Linked DNA regions of Mus musculus: region 2 is linked to region 1. Evidence: chromatin contacts called from public promoter capture Hi-C data. All regions are on one chromosome and are shown on one strand. Each heading gives the region's core, a stretch centred on a gene start, on an enhancer-like site or on the middle of the called end of the contact. The rest is flanking DNA. Distances are from core to core; before and after follow the strand shown.

Region 1 (7,475 bases), core at 2,528-5,027:
GCCCCAAGAAACAAATTTGAGATGGGTTCTCTATACACAGTTCATGATGGTATTAAACTTGCGATTTTCTCTCCTCAGCTTCTACAGTGATAGGAAACAGATCATACATATATGTATGTAAACATACACATGTGTGTATTTATCTTGGTTGTTGTTTGTATTCTGGAAAAGATCTCATGTAGTTCAGACTTGCCTCAAAATCACTATGAAACTGAGTTCTGTTTTTCTGTTGTTTTGTTTTTGTTTTAAATCTCCTAAGTGTTGTGATTCCAGGTATGTACCTGACATCCCTGAAGACCTACCCCTGCAGAGAAAGGGTCTCACTCTGTAGCTCTGGCTACCCTGGAATTCTCTATGTAGAAGAGGCTGGCCTTGACATCATTGAGGTCTGCTTGCCTTTGCCTCCCAAGTGCTGGGACTAAAGGTGTACACCACACCACTAGGCTGGGCTCTGAAGACATCTTTTATGTTTGCCTTAAATAAGTCACTCAAACTAACTATGTGTATGACTATGAGACTGTGGCTATGACAATACTTTTGTCTTCTTTTTAGAAGATAATGTGGGTCATTCTCTCCGGTCGGTCTTGTTTCAGGCTGTGTATATTTTCTGTCAGGTGGTAAAAAAATCCCTTTTTCTTTTTCATTAATGAAATCACAGGAAAGATAACAAAGAGATGGAGAACTTCGTCAAAGACCTTTACTGCCGTTGCTAGTTTGGGTTTCCAAACAATAGTAACCTTTCCTACAAAAAGCCTACATTCCAGAATAGGGAAGGAAGCCTCTTCCTGGGAAAATGGCTATGTAGAGGAAGGATGCATACCTACTATGTAGAGGAAGGATACGTACCTACTATGTAGCCGTGCTTTTTCAGTTGATTGAGCTGACTTTGTTCTTCCTCACTAAGATCTTCCTCAGCTTTGGTCGCATCTTCTTGAAGCCTTCTTTGTCTTTTGAACATTCTGTAAGGAGTCGGGTTGCAAATAGGAAACTTCAGGAGGTTTAATGTGGTGCCTGAAATACCAAAAGAGTATGTTTTTCAAAAAGAATGTGAGAGAAGAAACCCAAACATTTCTGATTTATTTCCTTTAATCTTCATGACAACTGCTATGTAATTATTCCATACCCTTTACAAATGAGAAAACAGGCCTGGTGACTGGTTCGTAGGCTGAGAATTTAGATACAAAATTTGCAAGTCCATTTTACCCCTGCTTTCCTACTTATCGTCTATATCAGTGGTGCTCAACTTTTCTAATGCTGTGACCATTTAGATAACATGGTTCCTCATGTTGTGATAACCCCCAATCACAAAATTATCCTTCGTTGCTACTTCATAACTGTAATTTTGCTATTGTTATAAGTTGTAAATAACTGTGCTTTCTGATGGTCTTAGGCAATCCCAGTGAGAGGGTTGACTCCCAAAGACGTCATGACTGTGCACTGCTGTAGTACACCCAAGGTACATAGACAGCTTTAAATACTCAGTGCCAAAGGGTAGCTAACGGAGTTAAACTCTGGTTTCAAGGGAACACAACCTAATTCCTAAGACTATAGCTCTCCAAGTATGCATGTTTCCCCTCCTCCTTCCTCAGCTTTTTCCTTGAGACAGGCTCTTGCATGGCAGCCTCAGGCTCTGCCTCCCTAGAGCCCTGATAACAGTGTCACCATGCCAAGCTGTTAGTTTCTCAGAAAACTGTCCTTTCTTCTTGAGATATCTCCCCACACCATACTGTATCAGCTCTTTTATATGTGTTACAGTCCAAGAATAAGTCAATTCAGGGGGTGAATGAAGAGTAAGATTGGGGGGTAAGGGGTCTTAGAGTAAAAAGAAAAGTTTATTTTGTTTATGGATCCCATGGTAGCCTCCAACGATGTAGCTGAGAATGGCTTTGATCTCCTCCTGCCTCCACCTCCCTAATGCTGGGGATACAGGAGTTTGCCACCGCACATCCTTTTGGATGCGGTAGACTAACTCAGGTTTCGTGCATGCTAGGCAAGCACTTTAGCCCCAGTCCCTCTAGAAACATCTCTATTAGAAAACCAAACATGCATCGAACTTCCAAACACTAACCTGTCACAAGAGGTATGTCCAAAGAGAGGAAAGACATTTTAAAGGGACGGCTCCAGGCAGCTCAAGGTGGACATTTAAGGATATGTACTAGGTGCCTGGGTCAAATCTAATTTCTCAGCAATGGGGCCTCACCTGGCCAGGGGGAGATGGTGGCCCGGTCGATGGCTTCGGAGCCCTTGGCGGTGCAGTAATCAGACTCCAGGAGTGTGTTAAAGAGAGTGGACTTGCCAGCATTAGTGGTGCCCACCAGGTAGACATCACCACGGTAGCGCCAGGAGCGCTGAAGAGCAGAGATCATTTCTTCAACTCCATAGCCCGTCTTGGCGCTGATCAGTCGCACGTCCTTGACTACCGTGCGGGACCTGGAGGACGGATTCTGATTCTTTATCTCCTCCAGTGGCTCATCCCCGGCAGGGTACTGTGGTCCTTGATGACCAGGAGCCACCACGAGCCCGGCGCGGATGCAATCGTCCCACAGCCGCTTCCGCAGCCGCTTCAAGTAGCCGGGAGCGTCCTGGGGCAGCAGGTCCACTTTGTTCCCCAGCACGATGAGTTGCTTGGGGCCCACCAGCTTGGGCAGGTCGGGCAGCAGGGCGTCCGGCAGGTCTAGAAGATTCACCATATAGAGCACCAGAGCCGGCCCGGGACGCCGCAGCGCTGCGCTCACAAGCTCCAGGTACTGATCGCGGCTTACCTGCAGGCGCAGGGCTCGTCCGTGGTGCACCAGCAGCCAGCAGCGTTGGCACACGGTCCGCGCCGGGCCGCCTTCCGCCTGGGCAGCGTCGCGGAACTTCTCCTCCGGCAGGTAGCCCGGCAGGCCGGGATGCTGGCAGTGCAGCTCGGCTCCGCAGCCCGAGCAGTAGATGCCGCTGGGCGGCACCGAGGCGTCTGGAAACTCCGGGACAGGCAGCGTCCGGAAGCCCGCCCGCAGCTTCTGCTGAAGCCGCTCCTCCCGCTGCTGCAATCTCTCTCGTTCCTTCTCCTGCTGCAGCTGCTGCAACTCCCGCAGCTCCTGCAACTCCCGCACTTGTTCCTCCGGGGTCCGCTCCGGGACGTACTCCGGGAACAGAAAGCGTTCCTCCGTGTCCGGGCCTTCTGCATAGTCCTCGGTCGCCGTGGAGCTCGGGGGAACCCGACGGCCCAAGGATGATGCACGCTGGCGGATGGGGACCTCACACTTCCCCTCCAGAAGCCACCGTGCTGGGCCGTAGCACGCAGCGGCCGGCGCGGGGCCCCGCCGGAGCCCGCAGAGCAGCCCGCAAGCCAGGCGCGCGGGCAGCATGTGGACAGCGCGAGGAGGGCGGGGCCTCGCGCGCGCACGCGCGCTCGCGTCCGAGAAGTTCCTCCCCCAGCGACTAGACGAGAGGGAACTGTCCAACAGTGCGGCCGATTCTCGCACTCTCGCGATGACAGCTCTGAAACTCGAGAGTTCAGGCAGACGTGCAAAGGCACGGACTCGATAGAGCTGGGTGAGCAGAAGGTTCTCCAGTGCTCAGTCCACACGCGGAGCCATTTCTTTCATAAATCTTCAAACAAATCAAAACACGCAGCAAGAAACTTTCATTAGCGTAACCTAACTTCTGGCTAAGGAGCCGTCTGTCCTCAGCGGCAGCCAGCTAGTCATCACTCGCGCATGCGTAGTTCAAGTCCAGCCAGACCCTTTGCCAGTCGTCTGCGCAGGCGCAAGCCTCACACCCCGCCCCCTCGCTGAGACGCCGAGGATTCTGGGAACGTCGGAGACGGACATTGCTTGGTATCGCACTCTTGAGTTTGCCGCCGCGCTTCCCGTCTCCAGCTTTGCGATTCCGAGTAAGAGCTCCAGAAACCTTTGGCCAAGATGTATGACGCCGACGAGGGTAAGTGACCGCTTGAGGCACGCTTCACGCTATAGCCCCTTAGGCGGGACGGCGGGGGACCTGCAGCAGGGATCAGCGCCAGCCGCCGCATCCCGTCCGTGGCGCGCGGGCTCCCGGCAGCCTGGTTCCTACGATTTAGCCCGGGAACGAAGTGGGCTTTGCTAGCGGTGCAGGCTCGGGGTTCACGTTCCTGGGTCGGCTTGATTGCTCCCTACACGGCCTCCCGTTAAATCTGTAACCACCTTCCAGAATCGACATAGCGTAGCTTATTAACTAACATTTAGTTGTTTGATGTTGATTGATTTCATTTATCATTTCAGTCGACTTATTGAATAGCTATTATTATTATTATTATTATTATTATTATTATTAAACGGCACAGGGAATTGAACCCAGGGCCTGTCTGCACATACTCTGCTTCTGAGCCATATTTCTAGGCCCAGGAAGCTCAATTTTTGACCACGTCCTTGTGTTAGACATTGTTAAACTCTGGACGTATTAGGGACAAAGAACGGGTTCTGGGTTGACATTCCTTCACACTGTCTTCAGTTTAAGTAAACTGCCTTAAAAGATGGCCTTAAGCGGTCACTTCCCACGAGATGACAGTTCTAGGATGGTATGTTTTCCATTTTCACGAGGACAAAATGGCTTTTTACTTTTTGTATGAACACTTCTTAGTCCTACCCATTTTATTTTCATGTTGTGTGTGTGTTTTTTTTAAGCTCCCTTTTCTCTGATCAAAAATCATTTTATTCCAGCTCCCAACTTTGTGGCTGTCCTATGCATTCCCCTCCCTCCCCCTTTTCTCATGGAAACAATAGAAGCAAACGCTTTAACTTTTAAAATTGCTTCAATGTCTCAGACCCATTCATACCTCATTAGAATCTATTAGAATCGTTATATTCTTTTTAAAGTTATTCTTACTTGAAGGAAATTTAGGAGCTTTAAAACCATATGACATTTATTTATTTTGTGCATATGTATGAATGTGGGCGCACTCATGGGGTGTACCATAGAGGTCCTGGAGTTTGAATTCAGGTTCATGGCCCTCAGACTATATATTTCTGTAGAGCATATTTCACTCTTCAGATACTTTTAACAGGAGCGTGATGCTCAAACGAAGCTTTCTTACTGGACTGGAGATGTAGCCTGGTGCTCGTACTGCCTAGTGTGGGCCATGCTCTGCAGTCAGTCTTAGGCATGGAGGGGGTGGGGGAAGGTCATACTATTTGGAAAGCTGTACAGGGCATGGTGGGCATGAGTTGACTCTCTTTCAGAGTTTCTGAATCAAGGGGGCTGGAGAGATGGCTCAGCAGTTAAGAGTACTTGTCGCTCATTCTTGCAGAGGACTTGGGTTTGGTTCCCAGAACGTGCTGTGCATGAATCTAGGAGATCCAATAGTACATATCCGGAGCCCATGCGTGCATGTAGGCATAAAGATCATATGCATAAAATAAAAGTAAACCTTGAGAAAATCTGTGGGATTTCTGACTGGAATGTCTGTAAGTGGCTCTTACAGTTTGGCATTATCAGCGAGCATTGGGAAAGTATTAGAAGCTTTTTAGTGACAGTTCTGGCCTTCAGAGCAAACAAGTCAGAATTGCAGTGCTTTTTCTGACCTTGTCCTGAAACCATGTGACCTCATTCTAGCCGCAGGCTTTACTGGAGAGTTGAAAATTATGAAAACCCATGGAGAGGATGTATAGACCCTTTATCTTTGTTTCTTTTTGAGACAGGGGCTCATCGTGTCTCTCAGACTGGCCTGTCATTTATGGTGATCCTTCTACTTCTTGCCTCCTGAGTGCTGGAACGGCAGGTGTGCACCAGCATGCCTGGCTGACTCCTTATCTTGATAGGAGGGGCAAGATCACAAAGAAGAGGGTTGGGAATCTTTGGAAAAGGCCAGGCATGTTGGCACATGTCTTTAGTCATAGGTTGAGAGGCAGAGGCAGGAGGATCTCTGTAAGTTTAAGGCCAGTTCTTGTAGCTAGACTACATAGTGAGATCCTGTCTCAAAAAAAACCCCAAAAACCCATATATATATAATACATATATACTATACATATATGCATAGTGTGTATATATATATATATATATACACACACACATGTACATGCATGTATATATCATACATTTGAAATATGCATATATAAATGTATGAAATGTTGAAGTCATAGACCACCCCAGGGTGTTGCTAAGTTAAACAATTTTCCCTCTCATTGTTGTCTATGAGGCCTTACTGGTCAGAGGATCTTGCTCCTGCTTAGCTCTTAGTACATGGATTTTTCTTGAGCAGACAGAAATTATAAATTCTCACAACTTAACCGAACCTTTGTTGTAAAAACTCTATATAGGAAGAATATTAATATGACATAGGCATATGACATTAATTGTCTGAAATTCTAGGAAAGTCGGGTGACGTGGTTGCCTTTTATTTAGCAGAGTGCTATTTACTTCATGGAGGTGACTGTGAACTCGTGGCATGTCAGGGCCAGTGAGCATAGTGTTTTGTTTTTGCAGACATGCAATATGATGAAGACGACGATGAGATCACTCCGGATCTGTGGCAGGAAGCATGCTGGATCGTGATCAGGTAACTCGACCGAATGGCACAGGCTTTAGTCGATACTAGAAGGTCTGGTCCTGTTGTTCTTTTCCTTCTGGATAGACCTTGGTCTTCTCTGTGCTTGCTAATGGATGTAGCATCTATTAGTTACTTACAGGGCTGGCTTTGTTTTATGCAGACAGTACTGTATGCAGCGCTGGATGCTGTGGAACTTGCTGCAGTCTGGGCTGGTTTGAACCTCTTGCTTCAGCCTTCTGAGTGCTAGGATTAGAGGGGCACCTCACCATGACTGGCTGTATTTATTTAAAGTATTTCCACCTTAGAGAAAAGCTAAAAAATTCATTTATGCACTTCATTGAAGCCTTAAATATTGACCTCATACGATTTGCTTGTGTGCTTCTTGTTGTTTGAGACGGGTTTTCTGTGTAGCGCTGGCTGCTCTGGAACTGCTTTTGTAAACCCTGCCCTCGAACTCACAGAGGTCTGCCTGCCTTTGCTTCCTGACTGCTGGGATTATAGGCGTGTGACACCACCTGGCCGACTGCTGGGATTATAGGCGTGTGACACCACCTGGCCTACTTTTTCTTTTCTTTTTTTTTCTTCCTCTCTTTGTGCATTTCTCATTAGAAACATTAGAGAGTAAGTAGCAGGAGTTTTTAATAACATAATCACAATATAGGAATTAATATGGATACAACAATCTTACTTAACTTATAGTATCTACCTACGTTTTGCTAGTTACCTTACTTAGTTTTATAGCAAACAAAAAATTTTTTTCTCATTCTGGACCTAGGGCTATCTACTGGAATTTTTTTTTTTTTTTTTTTTCTTTCTCTCAAGGCAGGGTTTCTCTGTATAGCCCTGGCTGTCCTGGAACTCACTTTGTAGACCAGGCTGGCCTGGAACTCAGCAATCTGCCTGCCTCTGCCTCCCCAGTGCTGGGATTAAAGGCGTGTGCCACCACTCCCGGCTATCTACTGGAATT
Region 2 (7,475 bases), core at 1,479-3,978, about 23 Mb after region 1:
AAAAATATTTCAACCTAATAAAAACTAAATGAAAATACAGTAACTTTTGTTTGCCCATATTTAAAAGAAAAATTAATAATTACATTTAGTTTAGGTTGGTCAAATTGTCAACTCATCATGCATTACCACACAGCATATCACGCAATGGCGTTCTTGCCCAGATTATTTAGGGTATCTAGAAAGGCCTTACATCCCAGGCACAAGACTCAGCCTACAGTATTAATGTCTAAATCTCCTGGGACTCAATGGGCAACTAAATTACAGAGCCTCTGCATGTTATGACTACTGAAATCTTTATAAGACAGAAATAAAATGTAAAAGTTTTACCATTCTTCCCGCTGTGCCGCCGCTGCTTCAGTGTGTCGTGGGGAGGAGTTTGAATGGCTAGGGAATTAACAACCGGTACAGCAACCAATCAAAATTCTAGTTTTAGTTTTTGACATTGTTAGGGTTAAAAACTAATTCATTTATATTTCAGTTCAACAAAAAACTTCAAAAACAGCTAGCTACTTTCTAACTTCAAAACTCAAGGGTAATAGAAAGCCTGCCCCAGTTACAAATTAACCATTTTGGTGCCTCTGTCCAAAGAACAGAATTCAGAAAGCAAAAACCAAAATGTTAAAAAAAAAAAAAACCTTAATTTCTTCAAATATTTAACATGTATTCCCTTCTCAAATTAAGCCACACATCGTTCAATATTAGTTCCATTTAATTAAATTCACTTCCCATCCCACCCTCAACTCCCCACTAAAGCCAGTACAACCATTAGCAGACTGCAGAGAATCAGCCTGAACTGAGATTTTCTTAAACATTATACTCCAAGTCCTTCTCCACTGTCCCAACACCCCTACAAATTTTATACTCTTAACCAGTAGTGGAAATCACGGGTTAAAATGACACCTTTCTAAAAACTCCCCACCAAAACTTTCTCCTGGTTATAGTGAAAAAAATTGCATACGCACAGCCCCACTATAAAAAGTATCGAAACCATAACTCAAGATCAGCAATCTGTAATGGGAACAAGAAAATCTAAGGACCCGGATCGAACCCCCTTTCCTTGTCTCCTGAATGATACTCAGCTCCCAAAGGCTGCATTTTAACATTATTAAAAGCAGCTTCTGGTGGCGATATAAGTTACTTCAATTAAAGGAAGCAAGTTAGTATTTTAAAAAAACCTGAAAAAAACTAATTCATTGACCACCACAGGATTTATTGCGTATTAAAGGGTGAGTGGGCTCCTTTGAACAATAGTGAGAGGGTGAGACTGAGAAGAAACCAAAACAGGCTCCTGGGCACTGAAAAGGCGGGAGAGAGATGTAAAAAATGTAGTTGCACAGACTAAATAAGGAAAGACTACAATCTGTACAAATAGGCAACCCAGAATCTGAGGGCGCGAAAAGGGTGCATAGAGAGAATAACTTGGCAGAATGGGGGAAGGGCAACCGCAGGCGGGAGGTGGAAGAGCCCCAGTCAAGTACAGGCCCCATCGACCAGGAAGGACTTAAATGGAGCCCGCGGAGCCACACCAACGCGCCAGCAGACCAGGGACTTTGGCAGGCCCGGTCTGTCTACAGCACAAACGCAGGGCCTGTAGGAGCGTGTCGTGGTGACAGCGTAAAGTGGACAGAACGAACGAATCCTAAGACGAAAACTATTTAAAAGCAATGGCCTGCGGCCGACGCGGGAGAAAAGAGAGGTGGACAGCCTACAGCTTTCCCAAAGCAAGAGCGTGTCAATAATCGCACCGTCTCGGGGGCGAGGGCGAAGCGCCCGACCAACCTTGGCAACCCTGGTAAAAAGCTTTTCTGTGCGTTTGCATTTTTAAGCCTAAGAGGTTAGAAATCCGGGAGACGTGGGGGTGGGGTGGGAGGGTAAGCTCCGACAGGCGGGAAAAAATCCTGGCGGCCACATCGGTGGGAGGAGACCCGCGGCGAGGGAGGAAAGAGGGCGGGCCGCGGAGTAGCATGGTGACGGCTAAAGGTGGAAACGTGTGTGATGGGGGAGGGGGCGAGCAGGCAGGGAAGGAGATGCAGGCCCGGGGGGGAGCCCGAGGTACAAGAGGGGCGGCCGAGGGGGCGACTGCACTGGGGCCTGCGGGCGGGCGGGCGGTCGCGGGAGCGAGGCCTAATGGCGGGGAGGGGGAGGGGGCCTGGCGAGCGGCTGCCCGGGGCCGCCCCTTACTCACCCTTCATCCTCCTCGTTCTTACTGGCGTCGATCTTGGCTCCCTCTGCCTCGGCGCTGCCTCCTTCGGTGCCTCCGGCCGCAGAGCCGCCGCCGCCGCTCCCGCTTCCCGCCGCCGCCGCCGGCCCCTGCGCCGCCGCCGCCACCATGGCTCCCTCCTGCTCGCCCGCCGAGCCGCCTACCGCCGCCGTTGCCGCCGCCGCCGCCCCGTCCCCTCCGAACTGCTCCTCCGACATAGTGCTACTGCCGCCGCCGAAGACGACACCCGCCGACGCCGCCGCCGCCGCGAACCGAAACTAGCAGCAAAGTAATCCCCGCCGCCGCCGCGCGATGCCCGCTCTACCTCGCGAGGCACCCTAGACAAGGCGCGCGCGTGGCTGCAAGGGCTCCTGCGCCTCTCCCCGGCCTGCCCCCCTCGCCTCCCACTCTCGCGCAGCGCGCTCTCTCGCTCTCCCCGGCTGCACTGAAAAAAAAAAGAATGAAGTAGCAGCGGCGGCCACTCTCGCCTCCTCCTCGCTTTAATGGCGCCGCCGCGGACCACCTAAAATGGCCGACGGAAGAACGGCGCGTCCCGGTCACGTGGCTCCGGAGCGCGCCCTTTGCGCCTCCCCCGCCCCCGTCCACCGCTAGGCCCCGCCCCCCGCGCAGGCCCCGCCCTCCCCGTCCCTTTCCGACTGGCTCTCACGCCCCGCGGTCGCGCGGCGCGGGCCTTTAAAGAGGACCGGAAGTGGCGTGCGCAAGAGGGGCGCGCGGGTACCATCGAGAACAAGGAGCGCTGGTTCGAGGGCGCGGCTAGAGAGGCCTCCCCCGCCCCCGTCCCTTGGCCCCGCCCTTCCGCGGATTCCTGGAGTCACCGGCCGCTCCTCGGCTTTGGTTGGCAGGCGCGGCCGACCTGGAGGGGTGTGGTTCGTCCATCCCCAGCGGAGACTTCGTGGAGGCTGCCCTCAGGGAGCCACGGCTGTGGGCCCCGGGACCTGCGTGGGGCAGCGGGCCGCGCCTGTGCAGTGCTCCGCCGTCCCTGCGCCGGGTGACATTGAGGCTCCGCCGCGGCGCTGTCCAAAGGCGGCTTTGATGGTCGAGGCTGCCTCTTCTCAGAGTTGCTTCCCTAGTCTTAAGCTTTGCCTCCGTTATTACAAGAGCCTAACGCCGGCCACGATTCTTTGAAGTCACTATGGATTGGGAAGTGTATGTATTAAGGTCGACTCCAGGGCTCCTTTTTTTTTACGAGTTACAGTCCTTGTATTAAACAGGATATATAAATGTCATGAATCATCTTTACGAGGTTTCTGGGTTTGTGGTGTTGAGGTGGCGATTTTATAAAAAGAAAAAAATGAAACGCCGTTAGGCGTGTGATTCACGATTTTAAAATTAATCGCTAAGAAACCTATTGGAATTCCTACTCAGGAGTTAGACTTTGAAGCTTCCTGCAAGACTTAGAAGAAAATGGAATTTCTGGTTTGGTTTGGTTTGGTTTGGTTTGGTTTTTTTTGTCGTCAACCACTCGACTGCTTAGTAAGTATCCAGTTTCCAAACAGGGTTTGGAGAAGTTTACAAAAGACAGCATACAGGGACAGGACTTCAGCCCAGCTAATTAGGTACACGCTGTAATCCCAGAACTGTGATCCCAGAGAAGGGAGGAAGGACTGTTGAGGCCAACCTGGCATTACCCCTTAGCAAAACACATAAAAAAATTTTAAATAAATGCTTCCCATGGTGTACTTTAAGTCAATTTACAGTAACTGTACATAATCTGAAAATCCCAACGATTAAAACAAGATTTATCACTACAGTTTGTTACAGAATCCATAAAATGAAAGAATATGCATCAAATAGTGGAAATGTCTTCAACATTGAGCAAATCACAGACAGGCAACCACCAAGATGATTGGCGAAAAAGAAGTGATTCCACGTTTTTCTTTACCATCCAAAAATACTGACCAAATAAGATGACTCAAGTCAAATATTGCAGGTTGGCAACAACTTGGATGAACCCGAGGTTTTTATTTATCCTATGGATTTAAATGATGAGCCTTTTAGAAAAACTGGTTGTAGTGGTTTAGAGATTGGTCCCAAAGGCTCCTATGTTTGAATGTTTTAGTCACCATGCCATGGAACTGTTTGGGAAGGATTAGGAGGCATGGCTGTGTTGGGAGATGGTATTCATGGAATTTGCTTTGAGGTTTCAAAGGCCATACCAGGCCTTTCTGCCTGCTGCCTGTGGATCAGGATGGAAAGCTCTCAGCCCACAGGTCATTGCCTACCCTGCCTGCTTCCCACCATGCTGACACTGGACTACCCCTCTCAAATTAGAAGCAAGCCCCCAACCAAATGCTTTTCTCTTACACATTGCATTGGTCCTCACAACAGTAGAACAGTAACTAAGACATCATTTTACCGAAAAAAGTTTACTTTAATTCACAGGCAGCCCTGTCGCTTCTGGAATTTGAGTGTTACTCAAGAGTTCCTCACACTAAGGCCTACGTGCCTTGTTTTGTTTTCTTTTTTGAGACAGGGTCTGTAACCCAGGCTGGCCTGGAGATCACTGTATAGCCTAAGGTGGCCTCACACTCTGGGCAGTATTCCTGCTTCAGCCTCAGGAATGCTGAGATTATAGGGTTGAGCCACCATTTTTAGCCTAGGGCCTTAAATTCTACACCTTGTGTCATTTCCTCCAACCTGAACTTCTTTCTCAACTGTGTGATTTCAACCTTATTGGCCTGGTGAGCTATCCGGCTGCCAGCATCCCAGTCAATGTCATTGTATCTGTGGCATTTCACAGACCCCTCAGGGTGAATTAATCACCACTTTGCATAGCCCATTATCCTTCTTTATCTCTGCTCTTCTTAATTACAGCCATCTAGACACCATTAGTTTTTGAAGAACAAAAATAACATTCCTCTATACCCTAGTTATATTTTCACACCTATATAAAAACAGATATTATATAAAGGTAGAAATTATGTAAGAGACTGTATTGACCCAATAATTGCTCATTGATTTTTGTTTTTTGTTTTGTTTGTTTGTTTGTTTGTTTGTTTCGAGACAGGGTTTCTCTGTATAGCCCTGGCTGTCCTGGAGCTCACTCTGTAGACCAGGCTGGCCTCGAACTCAGAAATCCGCCTGCCTCTGCCTCCCGAGTGCTGGGATTAAAGGCGTGCGCCACCACGCCCGGCTGATTTTTTTTAAATGATCAAAATCTTTCAGACTTTTTTCGCCTAGAGAATTCAAATGGCTCTCCTCTTTCTCTCACTTTATCACTGGCATAAATATACCCAGAGATTTCTTGATGTATGAACTTTCTTAAAGAGGAAAGAAAGAAAAGGTATTTTCTAAGCTTTATTCCACACATAAGAAGTGGTTGGGGAAGCTACACTTGACTTTCCCAAACCACTGGGAAGGAAGCAATATCACCCCTCAGTGTCCAGGCCATCAAAGCTTCCTTCCCCACAGAGGCTTCTGAGTTTGTTTCAGGCCATGCTGGGATGCTGCTACGTGAGGCCCTAGTAAGAACAGTTCTAATCCAGTGCTTAGCATGCTGGAGGCCCTAGAGTCAACCCACAGCACTACCAAAAATCAGCATGGATTTGATACTTTGACTGGAGTCACTCTCTCCAGGACAAGGTGGCCCAGAGATAAGGAAATGGCTTTAACCTTCTAGATCCAATCTACAGGTGGTGTGGATGGTTTACTCAAACATCAAATAACAGGACCAAGAAGAAACAACAAGAAGAACACATTGCTACACAAAGCACACAAGCTCACAGCCTTCAATCACGTTAACTAGCATGTGACCAGGATGGGCCCTTTATTTGCCTGAAGAACATCCTCAGCAGGATTAAAGCATTTTGTTAAGAGTTGGTTTTGTTTTTGTTGCTAGAAAGATGGCTCAGCGCTTAAGAGCACATGCTGTTCTTGCAGAGGATCTGGCTTCAGTTCCTATCATCTACAAGACGGTTCACAGCCTTCTGTAACTCTAGTCTCAGGGGACCTGACACCCTGTTTAGCCTTTTCTGGTATCAGGCACACAGGTGGTGCATAGGCATGCATGCAGTCAAAAAAAAAAAAACACATCTGCATAAAATAAAAGTACAGGTGACAGTGAATGCTGACATCAGAAGAAATAGTCTCCCTCAGGGAAGCACACACCAATTGGTTACCCAATACCAAATGGTCAGCCCTGAAAACATACACATTCAGGTTACATTATACAGACTGAGCAGGTTGTATTTATATATTTAGGAATACACACAAACATATACACACACAGATAGATAGATAGATGGATGGATAGATAGATAGATTGATAGGTAGGTAGGTAGATAGATAGATAGATAGATAGATAGATAGATAGATAGATAGATAGATAGATAGATAGATACACATATATGTAACAATTAAAAAGAGACCATGAATTTAAAAGAGCAGTGGAGGGGCTATGTGGTAGGGTTTGAAGTGAGGAAAAGAAAAGTGGAAATGATACAATTGTTTTATAACCTCAAAACAAAAAAAAATTTTTTTTAGTTTTAGTTTTGTTTTGTTTGTTTTTTCAAGACAGGGTTTCTCTGTGCAGCCCTGGCTGTCCTGGAACTCTGTAGACCAGGCTGGCTTCGAACTCAGAAATCTGTCTGCCTCCCAAGTGCTGGGATTACAGGCGTGCGCCACCACTGCCCGTCTTGTTTTTAGTTTTATGATACTAGGTGAAGTTACCCATTTCTCCGGCAATAAACCTTCATATCAGTCTCAGTAATCAATAAGTTCAGATTCTATTAAAAAATATAGAGGTTCATCAACTATTAACAGTGAGGTTTTATTTTAGTAATGAAATCTGCTACAATAATTAGTTCTACCTGTTTAACTGAAATATCAAATGGGTGCCTTTCAACACAATTGAAAAATTACCACTCAAAAATGATGTGGTGGCCCACACCTTTAATCCCAGCACCTGGGAGACAGAGGCAGGCGGATTTCTGCGATTTCTGCATTCGAGGCCAGCCTGGTCTACAGAGTGAGTTCCAGGACAGCCAGGGCTATACAGAGAAACCCTGTCTCGAAAATCAAAAACAAAAAACAAAAAAATCAAACAATAAGAAAATTTAGTCATGATACTGCAAAGTGGCACACCCAACGATCTATGTGATACCTCCACTTTGAAAACCAGAGACGTCCTGAGTTTCAAATGTCTGAAACTATACTTTTTCCCACAAATCTACTTCCTCCATCTTCCTGACATCTCCACCCCCTCCTGCAACCCTGCCAAAAACCAGATAGTCATTTTAATTTCACCCCGCCCATC

What was found. Promoter capture Hi-C pulls out the DNA fragments that hold promoters and counts their contacts.
Region 2: a contact with region 1 is called in a promoter capture Hi-C map of cranial neural crest. The contact joins the promoter of 4930524J08Rik here to the promoter of Polr2b in region 1.

The regions. Positions count from the first base shown.
Region 1 is chr5:77,306,707-77,314,181 of GRCm38.p6, forward strand. Polr2b (polymerase (RNA) II (DNA directed) polypeptide B) reads left to right here and starts at 3,778. Exons shown (of 25, transcript NM_153798.2): 1 at 3,778-3,924; 2 at 6,445-6,517. The coding sequence starts at 3,906. It overlaps Noa1 (nitric oxide associated 1), which reads right to left and starts at 3,380. Exons shown (of 7, transcript NM_019836.3): 1 at 2,201-3,380; 2 at 847-1,011. The coding sequence starts at 3,350.
Region 2 is chr5:99,976,207-99,983,681 of GRCm38.p6, forward strand. It overlaps 4930524J08Rik, which reads left to right and starts at 2,729. Exons shown (of 2, transcript XM_030254981.1): 1 at 2,729-2,746; 2 at 2,831-3,460. The coding sequence starts at 2,729. The coding sequence ends at 3,346. It overlaps Hnrnpd (heterogeneous nuclear ribonucleoprotein D), which reads right to left and starts at 2,732. Exons shown (of 9, transcript NM_001077265.2): 1 at 2,186-2,732; 2 at 328-384. The coding sequence starts at 2,418. Gm42127 (a long non-coding RNA gene) reads right to left here and starts at 321. Exons shown (of 2, transcript XR_880475.1): 1 at 1-321.